Linked DNA regions of Arabidopsis thaliana: region 2 is linked to region 1. The links are chromatin contacts, called in public capture Hi-C maps. All regions are on one chromosome and are shown on one strand. Each heading gives the region's core, a stretch centred on a gene start, on an enhancer-like site or on the middle of the called end of the contact. The rest is flanking DNA. Distances are from core to core; before and after follow the strand shown.

The links. Capture Hi-C pulls out chosen DNA fragments and counts their contacts.
Region 2: a capture Hi-C map of seedling shows a contact between it and region 1, with 2.0 times the contacts expected there. The contact joins the promoter of PRE1 here to the promoter of AT5G38720 in region 1.

What each region holds. Positions count from the first base shown.
Region 1 is chr5:15,507,886-15,512,710 of TAIR10.1, forward strand. It overlaps AT5G38720 (ribosomal RNA-processing 7 protein), which reads right to left and starts at 2,828. Exons shown (of 8, transcript NM_123233.4): 1 at 2,545-2,828; 2 at 2,190-2,282; 3 at 1,945-2,091; 4 at 1,746-1,856; 5 at 1,308-1,436; 6 at 1,085-1,182; 7 at 778-991; 8 at 359-617. The coding sequence starts at 2,587. The coding sequence ends at 532. It overlaps AT5G38730 (Tetratricopeptide repeat (TPR)-like superfamily protein), which reads left to right and starts at 2,957. Exons shown (of 1, transcript NM_123234.2): 1 at 2,957-4,825. The coding sequence starts at 3,016. The coding sequence ends at 4,806.
Region 2 is chr5:15,955,085-15,959,722 of TAIR10.1, forward strand. It overlaps PRE1 (basic helix-loop-helix (bHLH) DNA-binding family protein), which reads left to right and starts at 2,284. Exons shown (of 2, transcript NM_123349.3): 1 at 2,284-2,730; 2 at 3,067-3,475. The coding sequence starts at 2,605. The coding sequence ends at 3,219.

The DNA of each region.
Region 1 (4,825 bases), core at 1,578-4,077:
AAAAAAAAAAGTTTTATAAAAAGTACACAAGATATTTTTTCCAATTTTATTAATTAAAAAATGAATTAGCAAAATCTTTCGTGAAAATGAAAGAGTAAAAAATTGGTACTAAGCTGATGTGTCAATCAGAGAATGCATCAGTTTTTGCTAAAATGACTGTTGATTTAGTATTATTAGATTTGTGTCATTCTAGTTAACTACAAAATTAGGGTGTTAATCTAGTTATTAATTTGTATATTTGTGTCGATCTTGGTAATTTTCAGAACCTTTAAATTGGCATTTCTCTACAAAAATATTAAATTAGAGTGCCTCCTTTGTTATCTTATATACTATATCATTCAATATATTTGAATGGATTTTGATTCAATCTAATGTTCCAAGGGAAAAAAAATTATATTTCTTTTTGTTTATCAGCCTGAAATGGTCAATTACAAAATTTGATCATAAAACACATTCATGATATTGCTCATGAGCTTAATCAGAGTCTGAACCCACAAAGCTCATGTTTTTTCAAGCAGAATGTGTTCTTCCTTAGAAAGGCTTAAACCTACGAGCAGCTCGAAGTTGTTGTATCCTCTTCTTGTCTTCCTCGAACTTACTCTGAAGCGCCAAGAGTTCTGTCCACAAACAATAAAACACAAAACCAAGAATCAATTCATCAGAATCAGGGCAGACAAATTGAAGGGCCACTTGTGTGACTAGGGCTGCATATAAAAACCGACCCGAGCCAAAACTGACACAAAACACGTTTGAGGATATAGAAAAGCCAGGGCTTACCATTGCGTTGTGCATCTCGCCTTTGGAAACGGTAGAAACCATGAGCGACAGGCTCACTCTGTTTCTTTTTAGCGATCTTATCCTCCAAAGCAGCCTGAGAAAAAGATCCAACGGCTGTTCCGGTTTCAGATTCTGTTGTCTTTTTCCTTCCTTTGTGATGCACGACCACAGTCCATCCACCTTCTGCAGCTTTAGCTTCTTTGTCTTGTTTCTCCTGTTCAACACACATGACAACATTAGACAAAAACACGATAGTCACTTAGACAATAGACATGAACACTTCAAAATATAGGATGACGAGAAGAACCTGTTCAAGGCGTTCTTCATGAGCAGTCATGAAGTCATCGATTCTCTTTTGGAGCTCGTCTAAACCAGGTCTACCCTCATAGTAATCACTAACCCACTCTGCAGTTTAAAAGAGGACTTATCAAATTAAGGAAGAAACAGTTTCAAGAGTGTTCATGCTTATCTAATCATATGCAGCTAGCTAATAATGGAAGAAACAGTAATCATTTTTGTTTCATCCATACTTTTCATTCCCCTTGTGCAATCCTCATCGCCTGAAGAAATTTGATAAACATCTTCCTCCTCTTCAATTTTGTTCTCTTTCTTAGAGGTCATGTCCATCTTTTTCTTCTTATTTGATTTCTTAAACTTGCCTACAAGAAAAAATTTACTTTATTGAACAAGATGATGGAGTTCTGAAGTCCTTAGACTCGCCTACAAAAAACAATCTACTTCATTAAACCAGCTCTGAACTACCGGTTTCTTATTTCAGTTCCATTACAGCCATGTCAAACATAAATAACATTCATAAGAACCACAGATTCAGAGTTAGATAGACAGTAAAGTTCACATTCTGCTCAAAGAAAATATTATATAAAGACTTAAAACTAGCTAAAGTTCCTCATGCAAATGATTCAGAGAACTAACATAAGACAACCAAAACATGGTAATGAACTACTCACTTTCTCTTTTCAGATCTTCGACTGAAGATCTAGTTATTTCCTCGGCCTTCCTTTTCTTCTTAGTCTTGTTCATTTTGCCCTTCTTTTCTTTTACTTTCTCAGTTGAAATAGCTGTAACAAGAACCAGAGATACTAAACTCAATACCAGAATCTAACAGCTCAGTAATAGATTTCATCTGCCAAAAACAAAAGAATTCACCTTCCAGAATCGGTTCGCTTATATCAACATTGCCTACTTTCTCTTTTCTCTTCTTCATCTTCCCACTCAGCTTACCATCAGCTGGAGAGCTTTTTATTTCCTTACCCTTCTGAATCTTCTTTCTATTGGGTTTCTCACTTGATTTAGCTGGTAAGGAATAATAAACAAGATACTATACTCAACATCATAACACATCTTAAAACACTATAAAACACTTCTAAATCCATCAAAGCCAAAACTTTCACCTTGAAGCTGTGCAGCCTGAGGATCCTCGCTTAATTCGACATTGCTCACTTTCTCATTCTTCTTCCTCTGAATTTTTTTCCCAACAGTTTCTTCTGCATTGATTTTATCCGTCACTTCAATTAGACAAACAATAATTTGCATAAGCAATTTACTTCTTCTGCTTCACAAGATTAACCTTTGTAATTAAGTTCAAGGCCATTCCAATTAAAGCTCTCAACTTTCGAAATCAAATAAGTTACCTCTAAGAACACAATCTTAGTATACACAACAACCATAGTTAGGTCTTTTCGGTTCTGTAATGAAACCTCATAAATCAATTAAGTAAGAATATAAACGCGAGAAAATTAGGCCTACCTTTAGGGAGATTACTCTTCTTCAGCTTTCTCGTCTCCTTCATCTTCTTTCTATCGCGTGAGAAGCAAAAACTCTGTCGGCGATTGTCGGCGTCGACGCTCTCGGAAAAATTAGGGATTAGTCAGGCCACGACCATGTAAATTAGGGTTTTTGCTTTTTGTGAGGTTTTGGACTGAAACAGATACAAGGGTAAAGTTGTTAATATCAGCAACACGAGAGGACATATACGTATTCTTGACTAAACCGGTCTAAAATTGGGTTCAGTTCGATTTATTACGTATTTTCTCTCGGGCCGTTTCCCGGATATTCCAAAACAATCGATTCGCTTCCGGTTTTGAATTCAGTCCTTTATCGGTTAATTGGTAAATAATCTGGTCTGGTTCATCTACTGGAGAAATTCAAACCGGTTTAGGCCTTCTCTTTATCGCCGTTGCTCTTCTCTGTTACTCCTACAACACTTGAGGAACAACAATGGTGAATTTGTTGTCAGCAAATCGAGAAGCTTTGATTGCACAAAGCATCTGTGCAACAGTATTGAAAGGAAACTGGAAAAATATTCTGAAACACAAAGTTGATTCTGGGTTATTGAAATCAGCGATAACCACTCAGGTAATCTCTGAGCTTTCTCTGTTTTCTGGTTATGGTGGACCTTCTCTTTCATGGAGTTTCTTTATCTGGACCGATTCTTTACCAAGTAGCAAACATAGTTTACAATCATCATGGAAAATGATTTTGATTCTCACAAAACACAAGCATTTCAAAACTGCACACCAACTGCTCGATAAATTGGCTCAGAGAGAGCTTTTGTCATCTCCTCTGGTTTTGAGATCTTTAGTTGGTGGTGTTTCTGAAGACCCAGAAGATGTATCTCACGTCTTTAGCTGGTTGATGATATATTACGCTAAAGCCGGGATGATCAACGATTCGATTGTGGTGTTTGAGCAGATTAGGAGTTGTGGATTGAAGCCTCATTTGCAAGCTTGTACTGTGTTACTAAATAGTCTGGTGAAGCAGAGATTGACTGATACTGTTTGGAAGATATTCAAGAAGATGGTTAAGTTAGGTGTTGTTGCTAACATTCATGTGTATAATGTATTGGTTCATGCTTGTTCTAAGTCTGGTGATCCCGAGAAAGCTGAGAAATTGTTGAGTGAGATGGAAGAAAAAGGTGTGTTTCCTGATATCTTTACCTATAACACGTTGATCTCTGTGTACTGCAAAAAGAGTATGCATTTCGAGGCTTTATCTGTGCAAGATAGGATGGAGAGAAGTGGTGTTGCTCCTAATATTGTCACTTATAATTCATTCATACATGGGTTTAGTAGAGAAGGTAGAATGAGAGAGGCCACAAGACTGTTTCGGGAGATTAAAGACGATGTTACAGCGAATCATGTTACTTATACTACTTTGATTGATGGATATTGTAGAATGAATGATATTGATGAAGCTTTGAGGTTACGTGAGGTAATGGAGTCAAGAGGGTTTTCTCCTGGAGTTGTGACATATAATTCGATTTTGCGTAAGTTATGTGAAGATGGAAGAATAAGAGAAGCTAACCGGCTTTTGACTGAGATGAGTGGAAAAAAGATTGAACCTGATAATATCACCTGCAATACTTTGATCAACGCATATTGCAAAATCGAAGACATGGTATCTGCAGTGAAGGTCAAGAAGAAGATGATTGAATCAGGGCTAAAACTGGATATGTATTCATACAAAGCATTGATTCATGGGTTTTGTAAAGTGTTGGAACTGGAAAATGCAAAGGAGGAACTGTTCTCTATGATAGAGAAAGGCTTCTCTCCTGGATATGCGACCTATTCTTGGCTCGTGGATGGATTCTATAACCAGAACAAGCAAGACGAAATCACAAAACTCCTAGAGGAGTTTGAAAAAAGAGGTCTTTGTGCTGATGTTGCTCTATACAGAGGATTAATAAGAAGGATTTGTAAGTTAGAACAGGTGGATTACGCCAAAGTGTTATTTGAATCAATGGAAAAGAAGGGTTTAGTGGGAGATAGTGTTATATTCACGACCATGGCGTATGCATATTGGCGAACAGGGAAGGTCACTGAAGCTTCTGCTTTGTTCGATGTAATGTATAATCGACGGTTAATGGTAAACTTGAAACTTTATAAATCTATCAGTGCCTCTTACGCTGGTGATAACGATGTTTTGAGATTCTTTTGGAGTCATGTAGGTGATAGATGTCTTATATCGAAGAGTATTTTACGGGAAATGAACAGAAGCGAGGTATTGTGAAGTGAGCCAACATATCACA
Region 2 (4,638 bases), core at 1,034-3,533, 450 kb after region 1:
TAACATTGATTTCGTTAACTATGAATATAATCCGATCCATGTCATGCAAACCTGTCGGAAGAGAACCATTCTCACTTATATTTTCTTGTTGGTGAGAATATATTAAACTGTTATTGAATTACTAATGAAATAGAATGTTGTGATAAATTAATACACCACACAAACGAAATATTTTGAGGGATAATGAGGGATTTCGAAATTTATATAACCTTTCATAATAATAATAATATGTTCAAACAGATAATTGTATTCGACTGTTACATACTTGTCGGATCTTTATTGATAATGTTATTGGACAACAAGATATCTAAAATTTTGATCTTATGGACCCGAGGGCAGCATGTAACACGAGACATGGTGGTGACACGTGACATAGTCGATGTTTTGTGAACATTTATATAAATTAATACTCAACCAATAATGGACCAATCGAACAATTAAATTAAGTTATATGAGACATGCGATTTTATTCACTTCAAAATAAAAAAATTCTTTAAATAAATTATTTTAGGCAAAGTGTAAGTGTGCGAAGAAGTTTGAAATAAATGGTCTGAACGAAGTTTTAAAGCCGATAGATACGTTTCTTTTAAGCATTTGGTTTCCTTTTCACGTTTTATAAAAGAATTAATTATGGATTTACCATTTTTTGAATGATATTTATGGATTTTGTCATTTTTTAAATAATTTGTGGATTTTGCTCTTTTTCAGTCTAAAAAATGAAATTTAGCATAGCTTTTATTCGTTATATTAAGGTTTAGTCGAGTTTTTTTTTTGTTTTTTAAGTTTAGCATTTAATATAAAATACTTATTTTTGTAAAAATAATATCGTAAATACGTACATTTATAAGTACTAAAATGACAATTTCGTAAAATTTTAGTAAAAATGACTTTTTCAAAAGATTTTGATGAAAACGGCAAAATCAACAATAATCCTTTTATAGAAAATATTTGTTTTATATCTACTATTTTTAAGTTACATTGACATTCTATAATTTTTTAAAAGTTATCACACGAAATATTTTACATATGAGGTGAAACTATTTATGGCTTAGCAGTTAGAAAACAATGTTCCATAGGAGTCAATAATTAGGCTTCTTCCTTTCTAAAACAAATGTAGTTAGTATGGAAGATAGAATTTACATAATTCTCTCTATGCTTTTTTATACAAGTTTGGAACTATATATTTTATACAAGTTTAAAATATATAGTTTGGTAATATACAAGATTTACAGATAAATATACAAACTGTACCTAGATATTGTGGAATACAAATTTAGAGAGACAATTTAGGCGATAATACTAGTTCTAATATTAGAAGAAAAAAAATTGAATGAAAAGTCATGTCATCACATGGTAGTTGCCTTTTTGTGAAATTGCAGATGAAGGGCCACAATGTTAGATGAACATGAAACACTTATCTTGACCTTCATCAACCCCATCTTTGGGAACTTTTCGTTTCCTCCATTTAACTATTCAAATCTCCTCCAATTATTCAAAAAATTTAGTACCCATTTATTTATCCACTCTATAGGAATTATACTGTAAAATTTTCAATAACTAAGCATATGTATATTTGTGATCCATTCTAGTCATAATCATTTTCTTTTTTTTTGGATAGTTGAGGCATAAAAAGTTGGGGTTTTGGTAAAACAAATCCTAAGAGAAATCTATTTTTGTAATTTTACCCTCTACTTCTAAAATATGCAGAATAATCATAAAAAAACAAAAATAATACGCAATATATTCCTTATACATATATTGTAAACGTATTCACGATCACATACATTTTAAAAAATCTAAATTAAAGAAGAGTTGAACTCTTTGTCTCGAGGGCTTCGATTTGATATAATACTTCTCAATTTTTTTAAAACTTGACGAAATCTGACAATAGCAAAAAATGTTATATTGCGTAGTATTTTTCACTTTGTAAAATTATTCTATATTTTCTGAAAGTAGAAATGGACGATTTCAAGACTTATTTTCCACAAAATCCTAAAAAGTTACGAATCTTGAAACTTGTGTATCATTTGAACTATACACAATAACTAACTAACCATGATTGAAAACGTTGTGAAATAATTCAATCCCGCCATTACCTTCGTATAATGATTGGTAATAGTCTCGACTGATGATATGTATATATACGGCTTGGAAATCTGTAATAAAAAATGATTTCGAAGTTTTGTGGTTTAAGGGCATTCAATCTATCGCTTTCTTCTCCCGTGACATCATTGTCGAGGTTTATTGCTGCTCTCCGTCGCTCTCTCTCTCTTGTGGTCCATTGGCCTATTTAAATCTCTCTTATCACATTCTCAATTTCTTTATATTTGAAGTGTATTCAAAACCCCAAAACACTTTTCTCATTCTCTTCTCTATTTTCTTCTTGCTCTCTAGTTTTTCTTTCTTCTTGGTCGTTTCCTTTCAGCATAAAAACCTTATAAAATCATAAAAGCTTACACCTACTTGCCACATAGACATAGCCGATCTCATTATATCTCTATTTCTATTTCTCAATAGAACTTGTTTGAGCTAGTGTGAGAGAAGTAAAGAAAGAGAGAAGAATCCACAACTTAGTTAGGGTCTTTTCTTGCCACATTGTTGAACATGTCGAACAGAAGATCAAGGCAATCTTCAAGTGCTCCAAGGATCTCCGATAATCAAATGATTGACCTCGTATCTAAGCTCCGTCAAATTTTGCCGGAGATTGGTCAACGACGTCGTTCTGATAAGGTATCACGCATAATATATGCATATATTCATTTATAACGACCATTTAACATTATCCATCGTGTAAACCTATCCAAAAAAGGAAAGAACAAAAGTTTTGTAAAAAGAAGAGTGGACACTAAAATCAAACAAGAAAGAAAAAAGAAGTCGGAACTTTTGACTCCGGACATTAAGGAACATATATACCAATATTCACAACCTTTTTCTTCCATATTTACATAAGAGATTACATCAAAATCATCAGCTTGCATGCATCTGCAAACGCATAAAAGCGCATGCATTGGTTCAAAAAACATATATTATAATGATTATGATTTTATTTCGTTTTTGTTGTTGAAGGCATCAGCCTCGAAAGTATTGCAAGAGACATGCAATTACATACGAAATTTGAACAGAGAAGTTGACAATCTGAGCGAGCGTTTGTCTCAGCTTCTCGAATCTGTCGATGAAGATAGCCCTGAAGCCGCCGTTATTAGAAGCCTACTCATGTAATCTTTTTTGTTCTTTTGTTTGTTTTTGACAAGCCTATCCATGTAATCTTAAATGATCGCTCTATAATAATTATATTTTTAACATAATCGTCTTATTATGTAAAATTCAAAGAGATGGGCTTGATCTTTAATGACATACGAATTTCATAGGGTTAATTCCATAGTCAAAAGTCTCCGACATATATGTGTGTAGCAGAACTGCACGAGCATTGCCTTAGCAGGTGCATTATTAAAATAAACCAGTGGGATGAAATTTGGTGGAGAAGAATCTTTCTTTTTTTCTCCCTAACAAAGAAAAAAAAAACAGAGATTGTGATGTCTGAACTCGATTGTGTCAGTCAAGGACAGTAAAATTGCGAGAGGACATTGTTAGTTGCGAGCATTTAATTTTATACGGAATAAAAAAAGTTATTTGGCACATTGTTTTTGAGGTAACAAATCATCTAAACCTCAAAATAGAGATAAAAAGCAAAAATAGAAATAGAAGACAAAATCAAATAAACTCTTAGCCATTTTGGAGGGGAAAAGAAACCCCATCTTAACTGTCACAAAAACGTTTATACACATCTAAAGGAAAGTTTTGCCTTTTAGGACGTCCACACAAAGAAATTAAATAAAAATCAACGTTATAGTTTTATTTGATATCTCATAATTCTACATGCATGTAGTTTAAAGTTTAAACACACGTATACGCATATTGATATACATGCACCCATGTACATACATTTAGACAAGTTTGGTCCTTTCAAGGCGTAGGAGACTGGTCAAATCTATCACTCCTAATTTTAAGCCATATAGCTATACCGGTTTGGTCCTTTCAGGGTTTAGGAGACTGGTCAAATCCGACTCCTAATTTTAAGCCATATAGCTATAAAAATAATCACAAGAAGAATTACATGAAAAAGGAGAGCATTCAGAGACTAGCTTTGTTACACTCTTCCACCTAAAACGATCTTAATTTTTTTTTCTTGTTACATAGATACAATTTTCAGGTCTTGTACCCTTTTTGAATTATTATTGTAAAATTTTGAGATATACTAAATAGAATAATTAAATAGCGGAAACGATTTAAACAATAGAGCAATAACGAAACGACACAATATTTAACAAGGTATCGGTTGGTTCTCTTTCAAACCAACCACTAGTCCTCGGCTGCAACAAAAGTTTATTAGATCACTTCAAGAAGTAAAAGATATACTTAGAATTTCTACAGTAAATTCAAATACATCTGTATCTAAGAACATGAACTAAGGTTAACAAGTAAACTCATTTTACTTCCCTTTAATCATGTATGAATTCTTCTTGGAGAAGTCTTTCCAAGGTGATCTCTCCCCAAACTCCACAGCGACACAAGTTTCACACAAACTTATCAAACACTCTGTTTTCTATTTCTCTGTTTTAACAGCAATCTTTTGTATCT